2 separate regions of the Rattus norvegicus genome follow, and region 1 is linked to region 2. The links are chromatin contacts, called in public Hi-C maps. All regions are on one chromosome and are shown on one strand. The core of a region is the stretch at or near the end of the contact, and the rest is flanking DNA. Distances in the headings are between cores, read along the strand shown. Region 1 has its middle 77 kb from the start of Atp6ap1l. Region 2 holds the start of Tmem167a (transmembrane protein 167A).

Region 1 (4,633 bases), core at 2,116-4,615, 790 kb after region 2:
TATGGTTTAATGTCCTTTCATGTGCTCATATATGTCCTGCCTGACCTTAATATGCCCTCGCCTCTGCGAGAAATCAAGAAATTTTAACATTATAAAGTTGAATGAGGAGGGTTTTTGATCCCAGGACTGGCTCACCCTACCACTTGCTATTGTGAGACCCTGACCAAGTAACTAAATTCCTTAACTTTTCCACCTGGAAAACGGGACTGTAATATGCCATTGTTTACAATACCTACTGCTTTTGTAACAAAAAACAAACAGGTTAAATATTAAAGTAAGTGAACCATGTGAAGAATTTAGCACAATGACAAATTCAAAGTCAGCAATAAATGTTACCTGTCACTCTTTAGTATAAAAATAGAAAATAGAATGATCAAAACATGTACTAAAAAGCTTTTAGATTAAGGTGGCATCTAAATAGGTCCCCCACCGTATTTTAGAGTCCCTGCAATCAGGGGCAGATGGCCAAGCAGAAGAGTCTGATGTTATGCTGTTACGCTTAGTGACATAATTTTCATGCATAGAAATGAATAATTAGTAAGAGTGAAGAGCATTCTTTGTAGAATTGTCATCTTTAACAGCAAGGTTATGTATATCTTAGACTGTAGGTAGTCTGTATTTCTATACTTTCCAAAATTCCACCAAGAACTTGTATAGATTTGTAGTTAGAAATAATTAAATGAAATGTATAATAAACTAAAAAACCAGATGTCTTGCAATGCACAAACATTACTTTCTAAAGAAAATAGCAACCAAAGAGCACCGAGTATGTGGAGATTGCATCATGACTTCCCCTGCTGGCACAATTAGACATTTCTCTTGGAAGCTTCTAGAGACCCAAGCTTCCAAATTGAAATGGAAATGGGCCACAGATATTTCTTAGAGATAACTAGTAGTACTTCCAGCCCATGAAAAGGCAAAGCCAAGGATTCTTTTACAAGTAGAGGCCAACACCTGAGCCAGTTCTGCGTATATGTAAGTTTCTGCTGCATAAGTCTGTATAGGATTGACCAGATGAGTTCACAAAGGCAGAGAGACAAACAGACTAAAATGGCATGTGCCCAGGAATGACCGTGCACGAGCACGCATGCGAGAACACACGCGTGTGCACACACACACACACACACAAACACACACATACATACACACACACACACACACACACACAAGATCACACACATGCAAGCACACACACAGTGCTGTTTTGTTCCTTCAGCCTTGCTTTGAATTATCCCTGGAGCAGTTTGGGGACTCAGCCTTTGTTTTCCCTCCATTTACAAAGAAATGTCTCTAACTAGGGTTTCCCTTCAACTGGTAAAATATTAAAAAGTTTCTGGTGTCCTATGAACATGAAAAGTCTGAAAGACGATGCTACGAGCCTCATCTTTGAAGTATCCGTGTAAGGAAGATGAGGAATTAAAGTAAAGCTAATCTGTTCTCTGGATCTAGGAGCACAGAAACCAGCTGGGTCATTTGGCAGCAAACAAAAGCCTAAGGGACCTCAAAAGCTGGCTGTTATTTAGTGGTAAATTCAGGGCCTCTCAGAGGCTAAGCAAGCTCTGAACCAATTACGTATTTGAAAACCTCTAATATATTAAAAATTGAATATATTCCAGAATGCTGCTTCACAAGTTATGGTAATCTTTATGTTTACATTTAGCAAATGAATGCTTTTGACCCAGGCGTAATTTTGAAAAGAACATGCGTGCATTGTTTTGGAGGTAGCTTTGAATGTAAGTCTTGAGGCCTTTCTTCAGTAAAAGGCACAACGCAGCAGCTGTCTATGGTCAGGCCAGTCATGAACTAAGTAAAGACCCTGAGAAGAAGATTCTCTGAGTGCTGGTCTGAAGTCACAACATCATCCGCGGCTCAGGGTATTTTGGAAGTGTAGGAGATGCCAGAAAGAGTAATTTCAAACTGAAGAGATTCCCAAGATCTCCCACAAGACCAATGTGTCTCTTGAGTCACTCCTTACAAGACTAAGAAGTCTAGCTTGAAACAGCATCTCAGCTCTTAACTGAGCTTCCAAACGATGTAAACCACTCTCTTCCAGGCATAGCAATTTTCTTCACACACAGTAAGTGGATTCTACCCAAATAGAAATGTGTACCTTTGAAGATGCTAGATTCTTAACACCCATATATCCAGAGCCCCTTCGCATGGGCAACCTAAAACAGGGTAAAGATATTTCAAGAGGATACTATATTTATTGTTCGATCTGTATGGCGATTTCCAAGTACCAGGGTCCCCTGGAATGCAGCAAACAAAGAAAAGCCACAGAGACAGATTCTAAATCATGCTGGTAATAAAAGTGAGATGGGACAATGATATAACGACCTGACATGAGGGCTCTCATGAGAGCCAGAACTAGTTAACTTGGCAGCTGTCAGTCTCGGGGGGTCCTGCTTCTCCACAACCTGGTCTTACAGTGCCTGCTATACTCCGTGGATTTGGTGACTGCTAACTAACTCAGCTGAGGACTGAACATTGTAGGAAAATATCCAACACCAGGATAAGAAACCCTCTTCTCAGTTGGTCAAGGCCGTCAAAGAGGCTCTCAAACATTATGTAGGCTATTGCTGCCATCCTTGGTTGTCCTCCTGACCCTCAGAGGTGTGAAGTAAGTCCCTACTGCTGAAAATACCAGGTTCCAGAGGATCTGAGCTGGATCTGACCTGAAAGCCTCCTCCCTTGACAACTAGTGTTCATGGTTCCAGATGTACCGTGGCAGCTTCCAAAGGAAGGAAGCAACGGTTTATGACCTACAAACCACAGCAGCATGCAGCCAAGGGTGGAGTAGGATCGCACATACCTTGGTGGTTATCAAGAGCTCTGTAATCGGATGTAAAGTCTAGTCAGCAAGAGGAAAATCATTCCTGGTTCTGAAACCTAGCCAATGACTCGGAGTTAGTAAAGTCATAGATCTTGTAGGAGAACCAACAGCCACCACTTTCTTAAACCAACATAATTCCTAACTACATCCTAAACATTCAGCAGATAAATGAAGTTCTCACCCTTCATCAAAGAAATCTCTCTTTGCAGTAGATGGATAGATGGGGATTATTACAGAAAACCATAGCTGACCAAGGTGCAGAATTGTCAGTCACAGTGGATACATGAACAACACAATTCCTGTCCCTAAAGCTCGGGGATCACTGTAGAGGAAAGAAAGGAAAAATGTTAACAAGTCAGAGAGTTTGCTGTGAGATTTTGTCTTCTCTAAATGTCAGAGAAGCTACACCCAGGATGTCTCACAACATTGCTACCTAAACAGACCCTGAGAAAGGACAACACCAATAGATATGCTAATAGGAGAAGATTAGAGGTCAAGAGACTTCAATCCTAGACAAAGATCTTTGGACAATGAGGAAGACTGAAAAGAGGAGAAAAAGTCTTCCCTGGGGCAGAACATAACCACTACCTAATACCAAATGGTCTGTCCTGAACACACACACACACACACACACACACACACACACACACACACACACACGGAGTAGGTTGTACTTTTGCATGTAGAAATACATTTTACACACATAACAACAGTTAAAGGAAATGAGACCATCATTTGAAAGGGGGGAAACCACATAAGAGGGGTTGAAATGAGGAAAGAAAAGGTAGAAAATGACAAGATTTTATTATAATCTCAAAAGTTATAAAATTCTTTTTTAAAAGGAAGTTGTTAGACTTTGGATCCAACACTCCTTTTGGCTCATTTTTAAGTCTCAGTTGGTGACAAGTCTTCCTACGTTCCCAGCAGTTTTCTAATAGTTTACTCTCCCCCTACGTAAACACATAACTATCCTCAGAACACACCTGCTCTGCTCATGTCTCCGTCTCGGGAACATCACTTCCTATTGCTTCACTTGTGGTTTAGGAGTTCAAACCTCCCCCCGCCCCACCACCACCACCAGGAAGAATATCAGAGCAAAGAAAATAGTTACAAATCCACTTAAGAAAAAACAAGCACAGTTCTCCAAGGAAAACAGAGGATCTGGCATCAGGAGACGAGCATGCCCACCAAACAGAAAGAAGCCAAATGGATTAGTCATTATAAATACAGATGTGCTTTTGAACAAAACACAGTAAAAACTTGAAATTTACTTAAAACAAGAGCACTGACTAAAAATGCTATTTGGGTCTGAAGCTATCCATGGCCCTTCTGCACACTCATCAACATAAGAACCATAAGGTTGCCTGGAAGATGATAAGAGCCTATTCACAGTTCACTTGAAAGACCAAGATCGGAGAGATGGCTCAGCGGTTAAGAGCACCCGACTGCTCTTCCAGAGGTCATGAGTTCAATTCCCAGCAACCACATGGTGGCTCACAACCATCTGTAAAGAGAAAGACCAAGATCACTGCTGCTGCTTCGACAGATGCCCACCGCACATCTTAGTAGCTCATCTAATTATCTTATCGGTCTTCAGGATGGGGTGCTGAGAGATAGCCACACTCCCTGAGAGGCCACTGATATCTAGTGTGGACACAGCTAGCAAGCATCACTGATCCCATTACTTCCGACATGTCTTCTGCGAAAACATAGCAGCTTCTGGTAGTCACTGGCCCCCCTTGAGAAAGGTGTGTCCTCTGATGCAGAATTGGTTAAAACACAGAGGCCGTGGCCATATTG
Region 2 (4,398 bases), core at 1,348-3,847:
TGAGTACCAATAAGTAAGATGGATAACTAAAATTTAAAAAACCCTCAAACACTATCAATATCAGAAATAAAAAAAATGGAAAATGTAGAGAAAGTGGTCTGGCAGCATAAGAAGCCAAATTAATTTTAAACCTTTTATTGTGTAAATAACATCTGTGATGGCTTACATATTCTCATCCAAGAGAGTGGCACTATTAGAAGGTATAGCCTTGTTGGAGGAAGTGTGTCACTGTGGGGTGGGCTTGGAGACCCTCCTCCTAACTGCCTGAGGATGCTCAATCTGTTCCTGGCTTCCTTCGGGTGAAGATGTAGAACTCAGCTCCTCCTGCACCATGCCTGCCTGGATGCTGCCATGTTCCCTCCTTGATGATAATGGACTGAACCTCTGAACCTGTAAGTCAGCCCCAGTTAAATGTTGTCCTGATAAGAGTTGCCTTGGTCATGGTGTCTGCTCACAGCAGTAAAACCCTAACTAAAACAACATCTAACAATCAAAACATTTTCAATCATTAGCCCTCCACCCAAGGATGAAAATTGAATGAACACTATAGCACTATTTATCAATTAATTATTTATATGCATTTATTCATTTAATCCCCAAAACAGTGAGGAAAGCTAACCACACTTTTACAGAGAACTATAAATTTCTCATTTTATATACAACTTTGTGGATATCATGACATGAAGATTGAAAACATTCCTCCACATGCAGAGAAGACAATGTTTACATAATGGAGTAACATAGTCAATTTCTACTGTTAGCAGGAAAATGTCTCATGATGATTAGAAATGAAAATCACAGCAGAGCTACCAGAAGAGGAAATAAAGAAAAATTATTTGAAATTGTGATTATCATTCACTTGCAACAAAATTCAAAATCAAGGGTTCCGTGTGCCTAATCGCCATGCAGCTGCCCCCACAGGTCTTACTGTTAGATTAATTTGCTATGTTACATGAATATCATAAATAATATACACACATGTCCAACTTTACCTCCTGATACCATGTACTTCTATGAATATCTCAACAATTAACAAGTTATTTGCTACTATTCAGAAACTGAGATATATAAGAAACTATGGCCTAAATTATCCATAAGTACAACAAACCAATTGCTATCTTCAACAACCTTAGCCTCCCTTTCTCTTTACTAGAGCCTGAAGCATAGCCTCATGAAGAAAGGTCAACCTTAAGTGTCAAACGGAGCTGAAGTACATATTTTCTACAACTACATTGGAACATTTATGTTTAGTTAACTTAAATACTATTTTTGAGATTATTCAATGACAATCATTTCCTATTGGACTAATCTCCAGCCCCCCACTAAAATACTCAAAGAAACATCCCTTCTTCTTCTACAGTCTGCTGATACCACTCAGATGCAGATCCTTACTTTGAGTATTGGACCAACGAATATAGCAATTGAGTATACCTGATTTTAAAAATGATGTTATGATTTCAAGCAAAATCTTGGATGCCATGCAGTAATAAACAACAATCACATATAACATAGCACTGAGTAAAAATATTGTGATGCCATAAGCGCTGGATTCTCATGATTCAGCTAAATAGAGCTCAGAAATCAGCATGTCACATCAGTGTCCTTCACTAATGTTTTCTATTTATCTTTTAGGTCATTATGTAACATTGGGTAACATTCTGAATAAAAACTAGAACCATATTGCGGGAGGGGGGGCAATTATTTAAACACATAATTTTGATATACTAGGAACAGTGAGGAAAGTGATGGACTTCAGAATCATTCCAAGAACTCATATAAAATTGAACACATCAGATTACACCTTCCTCGTATCTACAAAACTCATAAAGAAAACCAGAAGTGAAAGAGTGTCTCACCCAGTGGTTTTATACTAGCCAATTCTTCCCCTTAGGAATGGGCCATTCCTTTCCAGTAGCTACCAGAGTTCTTTCCCTCTGCCCAGGGCCTAGAATGTCTAACTAAGACCCGGATTCAGAGTGTCCAAAAGGGAGGGGGGCCAGCAAAGTCCAGTATTGGGTGGTGGGAGGGGGTGGTGGATCATCATATAGAACGCAGCCTTCTGAATACAAATCTACATCACACAGCAACACGGCCTATTTCCAATGAGCCTCTCACTACTGAAAATTCCACGAGACACAAAAAGAGAAAGTTAGGAGGGAGCCCAACAGGTGCTCACCTTGGGGAAATCTGATATCCACAAACAAAAGGCTCAGGGGTCACAGACCGGGTGAAAAACACGCACAGAGCAGCTTTAAAGCTAAGATCCGAGAACTACAGGAGGTTGACATAGAAAGAAAAGACGAGGAAAGCGCAAGAAAAATAGCACTGCTAGTGGAAAGACACCACAGCCACTTCCGGGCCCTACCTCTCAGTGACTCCACTTCCGGTCTTTTAAAAAAAATTGTGGACACCCAGCTTTAAACCTGGGCGCCCAATGAGAGAATCCGCTAATACCGTGGTTTGTAAGTAGTAGACCAAGCCCCACCTCTTCCGGTAACAGAAGCCTATCACGGACTCCGAATGGCGCGGCATGGGCGGAGGCACTGCGATAGGCCCAACCGGACCGCTGGAGCGAGCGGGAAGCGCAGCGGGCGTGCATCCTCTTCCGCCCCGGCCCGGAAGGGTGATGTGGCTGGACCAGCACCGGCCTCACTATGGTAAGAACATGCGCTGCCTGGCCGCGGTTGAGTTTCTCGGAGGGGCCGCGGCTCGCGCGGGGCGGCGGGGATGGTGCGGGCGCTGTGGGGCGCGGGAGCCCTGGCTCTAGTGTGATTCTCCCGGGACCCGAGGGTGCACAGCCCGGGAGTCATGCGGCCCGGGATGCTCAACTTGGAGCATCAGGCCAACAGACCTAGGAAGAGCCCGGGTGATGGAGTCGGCCCCTCGCAAAGAGGCCGACTTGCTACGTTGTTTAGTGGAATTGCGGTGGTATTCCACTAAACCGATTGCGACCAGTTACAAATATCTGTACGGATGATATCCACTTTGAAAATGCTGGATTCCCCGTTTCCACTTTTCCCCTTTGTTATGTGTTACGTGTGTCACCCCAACCTGTATCTTTAAATAGTAATGAATGGATTGTCGCTTTTCTTAACACTAATCCTACCCTTTCCGTTTTACCTGTTGAAGCAATGTTGAGGTAGAGCCCCTCCCTCATTGTTCTTTCAATTCTAATGACGCTTCTTTGTAAAGGAAGGTTTTTAATGGTTTCACTTTTCCTACCAAGGTGTGTCTGCCTTGTAGGAGCTTAACCACCACCCTCATTGGGAGTTCCTATGTGTGGTGTTATGAATTCTTTAATAGTGTAGACCTCAGAAGGCTTGCACTGTAAATCACAAACAGCAGCAAAGGTCAGGACAAGGAAGAGAAAGTCCCTGTGGCCAGGGCATAGATAAAAGTAGACATTAGTAATAAATCATTAAAACTTTGTGCATCTTATCAGTGTTAGGGTAAATGCCAGATCTCCCTGCACTGCCACTTTGGTGAGTTTAGAAGCTATTTATAACCATATTTCTAGAGAAAGCATGTTTGTATTATCTCAAAAACAGCCAGGACGCCCCCGCCCCCACTAGACACCACACTGTACAGTAAGAAGATACTGAATTTGAGTTCCCAGAAGTGTCTTGAGAATCTCCTATAGCCTTGATCAAAAGCTCAAGTAGTCCTTCCTGCTTTCTTGACAGTGATGTACGTGTAGGCATTTATATTTAATCATATGTTGGAATTTCCTTCCTGCGCAAGATTAGCACCTTGTAAAGGAGGTAGCCTTTATATGTTTGTTGTATATATTTGTTCTCTGGGTAAGGATTTTATTATCCATTGTAACCTTTTTTTTTCTCTCTACTGCAGAATAATATATACTTGGTCAAAAAGATGCTGTTAATAAGCTGTTAGGAAACTTGAAAAATTGCTTTCTTGCCTAATTACCTAGAAACAAATAGAATCACTTTGCTCTTAGAAGGAGTCAAAGGTACATGTTTCATCCTCTCCTACTTAGGAAAAATCAAGTTAATTTAAAATGGGCAGTATTTTAACTTGTTCCAAAAATAACAAGCTTTAGTTATTAGTACTTGTTATGTACAAGTTCTATTTTAAAGATGCAGTTTCTAAGCGTTTTGCTTTAAACTCCTGACTTCTGAGATACTTGCTGGTAAAGAAAGTGGAAAGTAGGGGCCTGATTTGCCTAGGATAACACACCTGGTAAGTACAGCCAGGCCTCAGGTTTAGCTTATGTGTCTCTCTCTGAAAGGCTAACCAGAAAAGTGGTGGTGTGTTCACGGCAGATGTGCCGGTTTCTGCTCCAGATTTTTAAATCTATGATCTGTTGAATTTGCGGGTGTGTAACTGGAAATGGAAGGTTAGAGGGAAAATTCTTTGTATTCTTGTATGTATAGAATG

Evidence for each region. A called contact is a pair of places that touch in the nucleus more often than the background predicts.
Region 1: a Hi-C map of the Rat2 cell line shows a contact between it and region 2, with 6 times the contacts expected there. The contact joins the enhancer-like site here to the promoter of Tmem167a in region 2. A contact is called at or near these places in 2 of 12 Hi-C or Micro-C datasets (the Rat2 cell line and Schwann cells) and 1 of 1 datasets of contacts at active chromatin or transcription factors (oligodendrocytes).

What each region holds. Positions count from the first base shown.
Region 1 is chr2:23,720,451-23,725,083 of GRCr8, forward strand. No RefSeq gene overlaps it. Among named protein-coding and RNA genes, the nearest start is that of Atp6ap1l, 77 kb to the right of the region's middle. Within about 2 kb of position 3,366, at least 5 of the 93 cell types and tissues checked have an H3K27ac peak or open chromatin away from gene starts, as enhancers often do.
Region 2 is chr2:22,930,430-22,934,827 of GRCr8, forward strand. Tmem167a (transmembrane protein 167A) reads left to right here and starts at 2,598. Exons shown (of 4, transcript NM_001399682.1): 1 at 2,598-2,657. The coding sequence starts at 2,655. Xrcc4 (X-ray repair cross complementing 4) reads right to left here and starts at 2,384. Exons shown (of 8, transcript NM_001006999.1): 1 at 2,366-2,384.